Linked DNA regions of Hordeum vulgare: region 2 is linked to region 1. The links are chromatin contacts, called in public Hi-C maps. All regions are on one chromosome and are shown on one strand. Each heading gives the region's core, a stretch centred on a gene start, on an enhancer-like site or on the middle of the called end of the contact. The rest is flanking DNA. Distances are from core to core; before and after follow the strand shown. Region 1 holds the start of LOC123426668 (40S ribosomal protein S14). Region 2 holds the start of LOC123426669.

The links. Hi-C and Micro-C count contacts between places; a contact is called where the count stands out from the background.
Region 2: a Hi-C map of seedling shows a contact between it and region 1, with 6 times the contacts expected there. The contact joins the promoter of LOC123426669 here to the promoter of LOC123426668 in region 1. A contact is called at or near these places in 2 of 6 Hi-C or Micro-C datasets (leaf and seedling) and 1 of 1 datasets of contacts at active chromatin or transcription factors (embryo).

The regions. Positions count from the first base shown.
Region 1 is chr2H:463,205,577-463,210,646 of MorexV3_pseudomolecules_assembly, forward strand. LOC123426668 (40S ribosomal protein S14) reads right to left here and starts at 3,147. Exons shown (of 6, transcript XM_045110535.1): 1 at 2,949-3,147; 2 at 2,726-2,848; 3 at 2,587-2,632; 4 at 942-1,027; 5 at 721-850; 6 at 60-373. The coding sequence starts at 2,951. The coding sequence ends at 306.
Region 2 is chr2H:463,447,591-463,452,660 of MorexV3_pseudomolecules_assembly, forward strand. It overlaps LOC123426669, which reads left to right and starts at 2,712. Exons shown (of 1, transcript XM_045110536.1): 1 at 2,712-3,882. The coding sequence starts at 2,906. The coding sequence ends at 3,628.

The sequences.
Region 1 (5,070 bases), core at 1,897-4,396:
TTCTGTATGTAGACCCTAGTAAAATCGCTTAGAAGACTTATATTTACGAACGGAGAGAGTAAATGAAACAAAAATTTGCATTTCACATCCCAGTGCATCCATAGCAGAAGAAGAGTAATAATAGATGACGACCACTTGATTTGAAAGGGAAAATGGGTCATTTCTAAGCATGCAACACAATATCGCTCAAAATCTATAAATCCACAAGATCCGACTTAACATCATAAACGGAATAGTACAGAAAAAGTTGCAAGACACAGGATATCGATAGCTTGGTATTGTTCCATCCTTGAACGAGCATGGAATTACAGCCTCCTTCCTCTTCTACCACCCTTCCGGCGAGTGCTGTCAGTTGGGACTGGAGTAACATCCTCTGCTCAACAGAAAAGAAAAACATATGGATTAACCCACTGTAAGATATCATAAATTAAACTGGAAAAATTAAGCTTCAAATCACAGTAAACTGACATCCAAGGCAAAATTAAATCAACATTGATCATAATGTTATACTATGAACAGAAAGGACAAGCAAAACATCAGTCCATATCAAAACCAAGGAAGCCAGGTAACGAAACAATTCCATGAACTATTGACATCCAGACAAAACTAAAAGAAAAAAAAAAGCCTTGCAAATACAATGTCTAGCAGATTAGATTTATCCCAGAAGCAAATGAGATGAAATGCCACGGCAAAGCATACAAGAGGGCATCAAAGGATTACCAATGCGTCCAATCTTCATGCCAGAACGTGCAAGAGCTCTAAGCGCAGCTTGAGCACCAGGACCTGGAGTTTTTGTCTTGTTTCCACCAGTAGCACGGAGCTTAATGTGCAGAGCAGTAATTCCAAGCTCCTAAACAGGAAAAGATTACCATATGTATCAGTGGATTCAACAAATTTGGGTACACCATATTTGATCATGCAACAAATCAATTTTTTAATACCTTGCATCTTACAGCAACATCCTGTGATGCAAGCATAGCTGCATAAGGGGATGATTCATCACGATCAGCTTTAACCTTCATCCCACCTGTAAAATGTAATTGTTCAGTACAAACACAAATTTACAAGATGCGATAAGAATCTAATAGATGTTAAGTATCAGAGAAGATCGTACAGTCAATTACTCATCAGTGTGTGTCATGGCAGATACAAGTTTTAGCTAGGAAGGTATAAATAGCCTAGAAAAAACATTCAAGTCATAGCGAACTCAGTTTCTACTGGTAAATGCAGAGAAGAAAATTGGCCCTGCAGAATGCATAATAAAACTGGCATGGGAGAACTCATCTGTACAGAGGTACAGATAAATTATAAAAACTGCACAGGCTCAATTACTGAATCTAATCATTTGGCCGCATAATAATGACTTCACTCCTTCAAACACCGACACAATACAACACATTGAATATTCTACTACTAATACATATTATATTCCAAAAGAAATCTCAATTGTTCTGAAGAAATTATACAGCCAAGATCTAAAATCTTCAAATGTAAATTGTACAAGTAATCACAAACAAAAGAATGTTCTTCCAACATTTAGATGGCTCCATTTTAATTGACAAAGAGTTGCAAGGGTGTAGAACTCTGCAGAAGCAAGACAGAGAACTGCTGCTTCATACCGACCATACATCACAAGAAACTTAATGGCAAGATGAAGACACCTGTAAACAAAATTGGAAGTTGAGTTCTACAGAAAAACTCTCAAGAGCCTCATATGAATCTTGCACAGCAATGACTCGACACGCTCCCACAGAACAAAAGGGAGGCGATCTTAAGGGCGGTGCTTACAAAAGGTTGATAGGATTAAGAATGAAACACAATAGCAAAGACAGCATGACCAGAAGAGCTTCAAGTTGGTTCATAACAAGTGAGCAGGACAAACAGAACTCAACAATCTCACTCACATAAGAACCTATAATTTTCACAGAAATAGAAGACCACAGCCAGATCACAAACTGAAGAGCCAACAGTTCTTGGATAAGGATATGTCGCTCAAATACTCTATTGTGTTTCTGCACGAACCAATTCCATTAAATAAGAATATGTTCGTTCAGTGAAATTTTTTTACATCAGAACCCACCAACATGGGTGACAAAATGAATTTGGCTCAGCGAAACAGTCATATCAAGCATGTTCACTTCCAGAATTTAGGCAGCTCCATCTAATGTCACAGAGAGTTGCAAGAGTGAAGAACACAGCATGAGCAGTGCATAAAGCAGCTGCTGCCTGCTGGCTACATGCACTACAAGAAACCCAATGAAATGATGGAAACAGCTAGAACTAAAACAGGAAGAGAAGAGGTTCCAGAGAAGAACTCTCCGGATCCTCGTTTTCAATCTTGCATGGCTATGACTCGACACGCTCCCACAGATGAAAAGGGAGGGGATCTTAAGGGCCGTGCTTACAAAGCAAACTAAAAACATCTAGGGTCATAACAAATCACGAAGCTTGACTATATACTATTCCAAAGGAACATGTATCTACCAGCACGAGACGATGTTCATTAGAAAGAAACATAACATCTATACATCAGACACCACGGCGTGCTCGTAATAAAGGTTAGTATAAGAAGAGATGTAATATTACCGGTGATGCGGACGAGCGTCTCCCTCCCGGACAGATCCGTGACATGCTGCGACAGCGAAGCCAGACGTGGCAATGAGTTTCAGGTCCGCGGTGCAAACAGAAGAGCAGCAAGAAAGGCGGCGTGCCCTCGGGATCTTACGATGAAAGTGTCGTTGAAGGAGGCGAAGATGTGCGCGACGCCGAAGACGTGCTCCCCCTCGCGGACGGCGGGGCCGAGCGTCACGTTCTCCTCCTTGGGCTCGCGGGTCTTCTTCCTCCCTGACTGCAGGAACAGACACGGCACCGGACGATGCCCAGATGGATAAGCAGGGGAACCAAGTCGACGACGAGTTGACAGGAAGGAACGAGCGACGAGGTGTTACCATGGCGGCGGCGGCGGCGGCGGCGAGGAGGAGGAGGAGGCTAGGGTTTGAAGTGAACGAGAGCTGCGGGGAGGAAGCGGAGGAGTGGGCAAAGATAAAGCCTCCCGCGAGTGGGCCGCGCCCGGGTTTGGATGACTGGGTCGCCTGGTTATACGGGCTGTATTTTGCGCCGAGCTCTCGGACTGGTGGGCTTGCACGACGCAATACCAGACGATTTTGCATACTCCCTCCGTTTCTAAATATAAGACTTTTAAACGATTTCACTAAGGGTCTACATACGGAGCAAAATGATTGAATCTATACTCTAAAATATGTCTATATACATCCATATGTAGTTCACTAGTGAAATCTCTACAAAGACTTATATTTAGGAACGGAAGGAGTAACAACAACAAAAACTGACGATTTGCCTCAATAAAAGAAGAAGAAAAAACGATATACCAAACCCTAGAGCCTCCTCCTTCAGACCTACTAGATCACTCGTGAGACAAGTTCGCACATTCAACGGTTCGGGGTCGTCATCTTTGGTTGATCGAGCCCCATAATCCCTTTTGTTTTTTTTGAACCGCACAGAGTCCCCACCTGAATATATTATTCAAAAAGGCCCGAAGGCAGGTTACATCATACTCCCTTCGTTTCAAAATATAAGACCTTTTAGAGATTTCACTAGGAGACTACATACGGAGCAAAATGAATGAATGTACACTCTAAAATATGTCTATATACATCCGTATGTAGTTTATAGTGCAATCTCTAAAAGGTCTTATATTTAAGAACGGAGGGAGTAGATTACAACGAGAGGTGAGGTATAGCCGCCAAGACATGGCAGCCTCCCTACTAACCGAGTCCTTAAATCTAAGGACCCAAAGCGTAAAGTCCGAAACAATGTTCCGAAGAGTAATTTGTGGTGTGTGTAGCTCGTTACGAAAGACTAGAGCGTTCCTAGAGTCCCACAACTTCCAAAGAATGACGAGAGCAACGGTAGGCCAGATGTTGATGTCGAGGCCGACCGGTGTCGTAGTCTCCCAAATGCGATGTATGGAGTGAGGTGGTTGTAACCCTAGGAGTGCCCATACCTGAAGCGCGTATGGGCAGAGGATGGAGATGTGCAATGCGTCCTCATGAGAGGTAGTGCACCGTGGACAGTCCGGGTGAGAGGTAATGGTCTTATGATGTAGGTTTGCCATCGTGCTCAACCTGTCATGGCAGAGAAGCCAGCCGAAAATTCTGACCTTTATAGGTGCCTTAAAGCTCCAGATGTACCCAGCGTTGAGATCTATCTCATGGTCGGAGGAGAGCAAAGAGTAGGCTTTCCTGGAGGAGAACGAGGAGCCGTGGGTGAGGAACCTGTCGTCGGGCGCGTTGTTCGTGGCAACATCCTGCAACAAAGACAAAACAGACGCTAGTTCGACAGAAGCAATATTTCTTAGGCGATTCCGCAGAGTAGCGAGTAAACCGTTATGCATGACTTGTGATACCAGGACATAGGGTGATGTGGAGTGGGAGAAGAGGTGTGGGTATGTGTCTGCGAGTGGAGTTTGAGTAAGCCAGGTGTCAAGCCAAAAGAAGGTGGAGGTGTCGTTGTTGGTAAGGACAAAGGAGATTTTTCGTAGGGCTGGCAGTTGTTTGATTACTATTTTCCAAAGGTAGGAGGGTGTGTGTGCTTTGCTTTGGAAGTCGAGAGAATAATGTTGGAAGAACCAGTTGATCCAAGGTAAGTCTTGTTTTTGGAGTAGCTTGAAGGCAAATTTCATGAGAAGGCAATTGTTCTGGAGTATCAAACTTTTTATGCCTAGGCCGCCTGCATTTTTTGGGGTGCAAACATTTTTCCAAGCTATGAGGCACCTCGCTCCGGAGCAATTTTCGTCTGCGGCCCAACAGAAGGACCGTCGGATAGCGTCAAGCCTTTTGATGATTTTTTTTTGGTAGCCTAAAAATGGATATGAAATGGGTAGCAAGAGCGTCGAGAGTAGATGAGATTAGTGTTAGCCTGGCGCCACGAGAGAGTAATTTAGCCGCCCAACCTGATAAGTACTTCAGGAATCGCTGGATGATTGGTTCAAAGGCAGAGGATGGTAGGCGCATGTGTGAGAGAGGTAGGCCCAGGTAAATTTGGGGAAAG
Region 2 (5,070 bases), core at 1,462-3,961, 240 kb after region 1:
AAGGTGCGAAAGACCTTGTGTTATGATCTTATCTATCAATCCCATATAAATCGTTTCACTGTCAAATTGACTAGGCATCGAGTTCTCATAGCTTTTCATGATCTCCATGTAACTGATCAATCTTTCTTACCATTCAAGGTGTATGTGCATTGGATATTTTCCATTCATGGACAACTTGAACAACTTATTAATGTTACCTTTCTTGATTTTTATTTTCAGGCTAAGGAAATGGTGTTCTTTCTTGTATTACATGGTTTTATAAGACACCATATTTGCAAGACAGAGTATTATCTTTTTTTCTCATTTCTCAGGAATTTCTAAGTGAATAACCCGTAAACTTACAAGATATTTGTTTCTACATATATATTAGTATCCCTTTCTTTTGTTTTACATATCTTGCTATACTCTATTATACTTGACTCAGTTCTGAAACTGCCAAATTTGTAAACATGAGTCATCTATTCACCTACTAAACACGGTTTGCACTCATTAGTACACATGTCTTGTGCTAAGAATGAAAAGGAGAACTTTATGTAACCTCGCTTTTACTTAATTTTTGTACACATGATGTCAATTCTTCGGATAATCAGTATAGTATTCTGCTCTCATGCCCTACTCTGCAAGGTCCTGCATTATTGTGTTCATTAGTTCACTTTGTTCAAATATTGACAACACTATTTTATTGAACATAGATAGATTTGTGCATATTAATATCTAAATGATCGTGGCTTGGTTTTAATTTATATTGGTCGAGACTGCTTTTCGTGTGCATAATCACTAAAAGAACTCTTTATAATCATTGCACTAGAAAGTCATCCATGCCAATGCGGTGATCTCAAGGTGTTGTTGCCAAAAAACATCATTTTTATTTATTTTTCTATTATAGATAGCTCATTTCCCTACGGAAAATTAGCATTGAAATATATTAAGAGATATTGTCTACCGTAGCAGGTTCATGTATCATTCGAGTCAAATAGATACATGGTTCATTGCAGTACTGATTGTTTCATAGTGGTTACATTTATTTATATTTTCTGTTGTATTAAATTGTTCGCTCATCATTGTGACATGATATGATATGTGAAGTTAGTGTGTTGATATGTTATGTAAGAGGCATGCTACTTGTTTACTACCCCTGGTCCCAAAATAAGTGACTCAACTTTGTATACATTTTAAAGTTAGTATAAAGTTGAGTCACTTTGTTTGGGACGGAGGGAGCATTTTTTAGCTTGTAATATCACCTCTTCTGTCACAAAGTACATACTCTGCTTTGTTTTTTTTGGGGCAAAAAATACATACTCTCCTTTGTACATAAAGGATTAGTGTATGTTTCATTGTGGACCGGGTAGAAGAAGATGGAGACGCAAACAGTTTTGACCAACAGATTGCTATTCAATTCAATCTTGCAATTGAGGTTTGATCCTCGAGAATCAGTCTTGCAGATCAATTGCAACGGTGTGATCAATAGATTGTTTCACAAAAAACAACTGAAAAGAGCCATGGGAGCAGAGAAGGCTGTTTATTTCTCTTCTTAGTTTTGCTATTTTTAGACAAGCTGCTTTTGCGGCACTTGTATGCACACAAAAAGTATTCCTCTCTAACATGTATGTATGCACAAAACAAGTGTCATGCATATTGGTATGATGGGAATTATGTCCATTTGCCTTCAGTTTTGTGTCTCTTTTCATACACGCTTCTCCATTATTCACTCTTTTTAAAAGTTGTTTTTCTTTCTCACACACATTTTCCTTGTTCTTCTTTATTTCTGGAAGTTGGAAATGTGCTCATGTGCTTGTTGTTTTTCGTTTTGGTAGATTTTCCGAAGTTCTTTTGATTAAGGCACAATACATAATTTTGATATATATACGACACTGGGATAAAGGCCTGGCTTCTTATATACTAGGCTGCTAATCTGAGTCTCAAGGTTATTGCATAGCTCTTACAACAAGGAAGCACCCCTTTCCCAAGTATAGGTTTGATATCCAATGACAAAAGTCAAATGTAAGAGGTTTTCAATCCATGATGTAGCAAATTATGCAAGCACATTTTTTTTAGATGAGTGCAATAAAAATAAATTGCTGGTAAATGAAAATAGTGAATTAATTGTAAAGAAAAGGTTAACAATTTTGTTTAGTTTTCATGAGGATTCTAAAGGTATATTTTAAAAGTGGTGAACGAGAATATGTGCATGGCATCGTGGCAACGCACGGGCAACGAACTAGTACCTATAAAAAGATTTTGTTTTAATTTAACACATTACTTTTAAGATGACTCACATCTAAATATGTTTAAAACTCTTTTCTTTTCTATCGAGTATCCACTAGTCTCATGCCTATACTCGGACATATCCCAGACAGGGCTGGGTTTCGGGCTGGGCCAAAAAAAGCCCGCTCTTAAAAGCCTAGACCCGAGCTCGACCCGGCTGTCACGCCTAGTAAATCAGGTGTGAACATGACTTGAGTCCAAAAAGCCTCACGCGACCCGACAAACCCAACCTGTCTACGGTTAAAATTTAGTTTTCGTCAAGCCTGAGTCCAGTCCAGTCCAAATATCGAGCTTGATTTCCAAGCCCGAGCCCGCCCGATGGGAGGATTAGGCCCGACCCAGCCCGGGATTTTCGGGCCGGATCACGTCAGGCCGTGCGGCCGGGCTGCACATACCAGGTATACTCGCGCGGTCGCGCCCCATACATAACCGAGCCAAGCAACAAAACCGGGCGGGGTGATCCTTCCGCTGGGTCGCAACCGCGCCCATAAAAAAAAGTGAAACCCACCAGACCTCCTTGCCTTCTCCGGTTCTCCTCCCTTCCCATCCCCATCACGTCGCCCGGCCGCCCACCGCTGGGACCCCAAGCCCACGGGGCCCTCAACCTGACCCCCTCGCCGGAGCGGCCGAGCGCGCGCCCATGGACGAGTACCGGCCGCGCCGGTCGCCGGCTACCGAGCGGTTCGTAGGGTTGTTCTCGTCGCCCTCCTCGTCGCCGACGGAGTCGTCGTTCGTCGCCGGGGATGAGTTTCACGAGGACGACTTCATGTTCTCATCTGCCCCAGTCGCCGCCTCGGACGCGCGGCCCGACGGGCCAGGGAGCCCGACCCGGGTTCCGCATAGCCACCTCGGTCTCCTCGCCGCGCTGCACGAGGGGGACAAAAGGCTCCTTCTTCGCCGCGCCGGGGGCGGCAGCGGGGTAGCGGCCTCCGCGGTCGCCGCCACCCCGGCCACGCTGCTCCGCCGCCAGGCCACCATCGCGGCTGCCACTTCGGCATCTGGTGGTTCGCTGTCACCCACCCAGTCCCCTGCCTCCGCCGCGTGGGCTATCCCGGCGAACCCGAGGCCCAAGACCCGCGGACCGGCCCCGCAGTATCACCAGTCAGCTCCAGTTAAGGTACCCGTCCGCCCGCCCCAGAAGCCGGCAATGGATAAGTGGGACGAACTGGACGACGATGACGAGCTCCGGCACGGGGATGCCGCCATGCTGCCCCCGCACGAGATGGTCGCGCGCGCGTCTGCTGGTGGCGCCGGGCCGGCCGCGCCCTTCTCGATGCTGGAGGGCGCCGGCCGCACGCTCAAGGGCCGAGACCTTCGACGGGTACGCGACGCTGTGCTCCGTCAAACCGGATGGCTCGACTGAATCCAACGAGGTGATGTGGCTCTGGCCTTTTGTTCAGCTTAGAGTCATAGATTGGTTACATTAGGATATAAATTCTAGTGGTGTTGTAGATCGGGAGGGAAGATGAGAAAGTAAGGTAACAGTTTGAGTTTTTTGTATTTTGTGTGTGTGTGTGTGTGCAACTGCTTGCAATTTTGGTCTCTGTGAATTGGAAGGATGTGTCTGATATTACTGCAAGTTTCAACAGTAATAAGAACTTTTCATGTATTGGTAAATCGGGAGTTTTCTGTAATTCAGGAGGAAGGGCATTTTTTGTCAACGCTGTTGGGTTTATCTCACAATTCTCAAATGTTTATTCTTGTTCACTCCTATCCAAATTTTATTTCAGTTTTGTTTCTCTATCAACTGATATCACACAATGGCATTTTGCTATGGTAATGTTAAATTTTCATGTGCGTTTCTTCTTTCTTGCCGTATGTGCATTCACTAATCGTAATTGATATGCTGTTCATCCATGTCTGCCTACTTCCTAGAGAATTTCGGAGTTCATTATGTGAACAATATGATCCCACGCAGAATCTGCTTAGGCTTTCGATTGCGTCTGATAATTATATGGGTTTCTGTGATGCCATCCGAACTGCAAGCAATGTATCAAGCTCATCAACCAATTATGCTTTGTTGGAAAGCATTGCCGCTATGTTGTTGGAAGAACTTTGGTTGGTGCCAGTGTTCTCCAGTCACAAACTCACAAGGTATTCTAGTGTATGGTCTTATTATGTGACTTTTCTTAGTACTTCTCTAGACTTGAATTTATATATCTTATGAAAGATTTACTAGTTTGGTTTGGTGGCACAATGACTGATTGCTACACTCACTCTTTTCAAAACTGAACTGATTGGTATGTTGAGGTGTAGTATTCTAGTGGCAAACATCTGGTCTTATCCAGCAAAAGAGATAAACAGCACCAGCTTCTTTGAACCATTCAATGATGTTCTCTCTTTCCGTGTCAATAGTTATGCTTCGCTGTGACATACACTGCTGAAAACTCTAGTTTTATTCCTGCCAAAGATCGCATGATCTTGTTAAATGCTTTAATGTATTCTGTTTTCTGCTCAGCTTAGGCTGAGATGTTCATCTGATGAGGCGATGTGTATTTAGGGACCCTGAACCATCTATTCTTCTCCCTTTAACCTGCTACATACTCCTACATCAGAGAGCTCAAAACTTGTAAGCTAAATATGAAGATGGTTCTCTTACTATAGTGTCGGGTGTCATTTCGAGTTATGTTGAGCGGTCCTCAACATGCTTGATGTTTTGCGTTCAGCACTGAAGTCATCAAAAGCAAAACGATAGCTAAGGCTGGTGCTTTCTGTCGATTGTGGTCTGCCCAGACGATTAGGCTATATAAAGTTTAGAGTGTGAGTCAATCACTTTCTTCCACTTCCGGTGCTCCTTTGATGGGG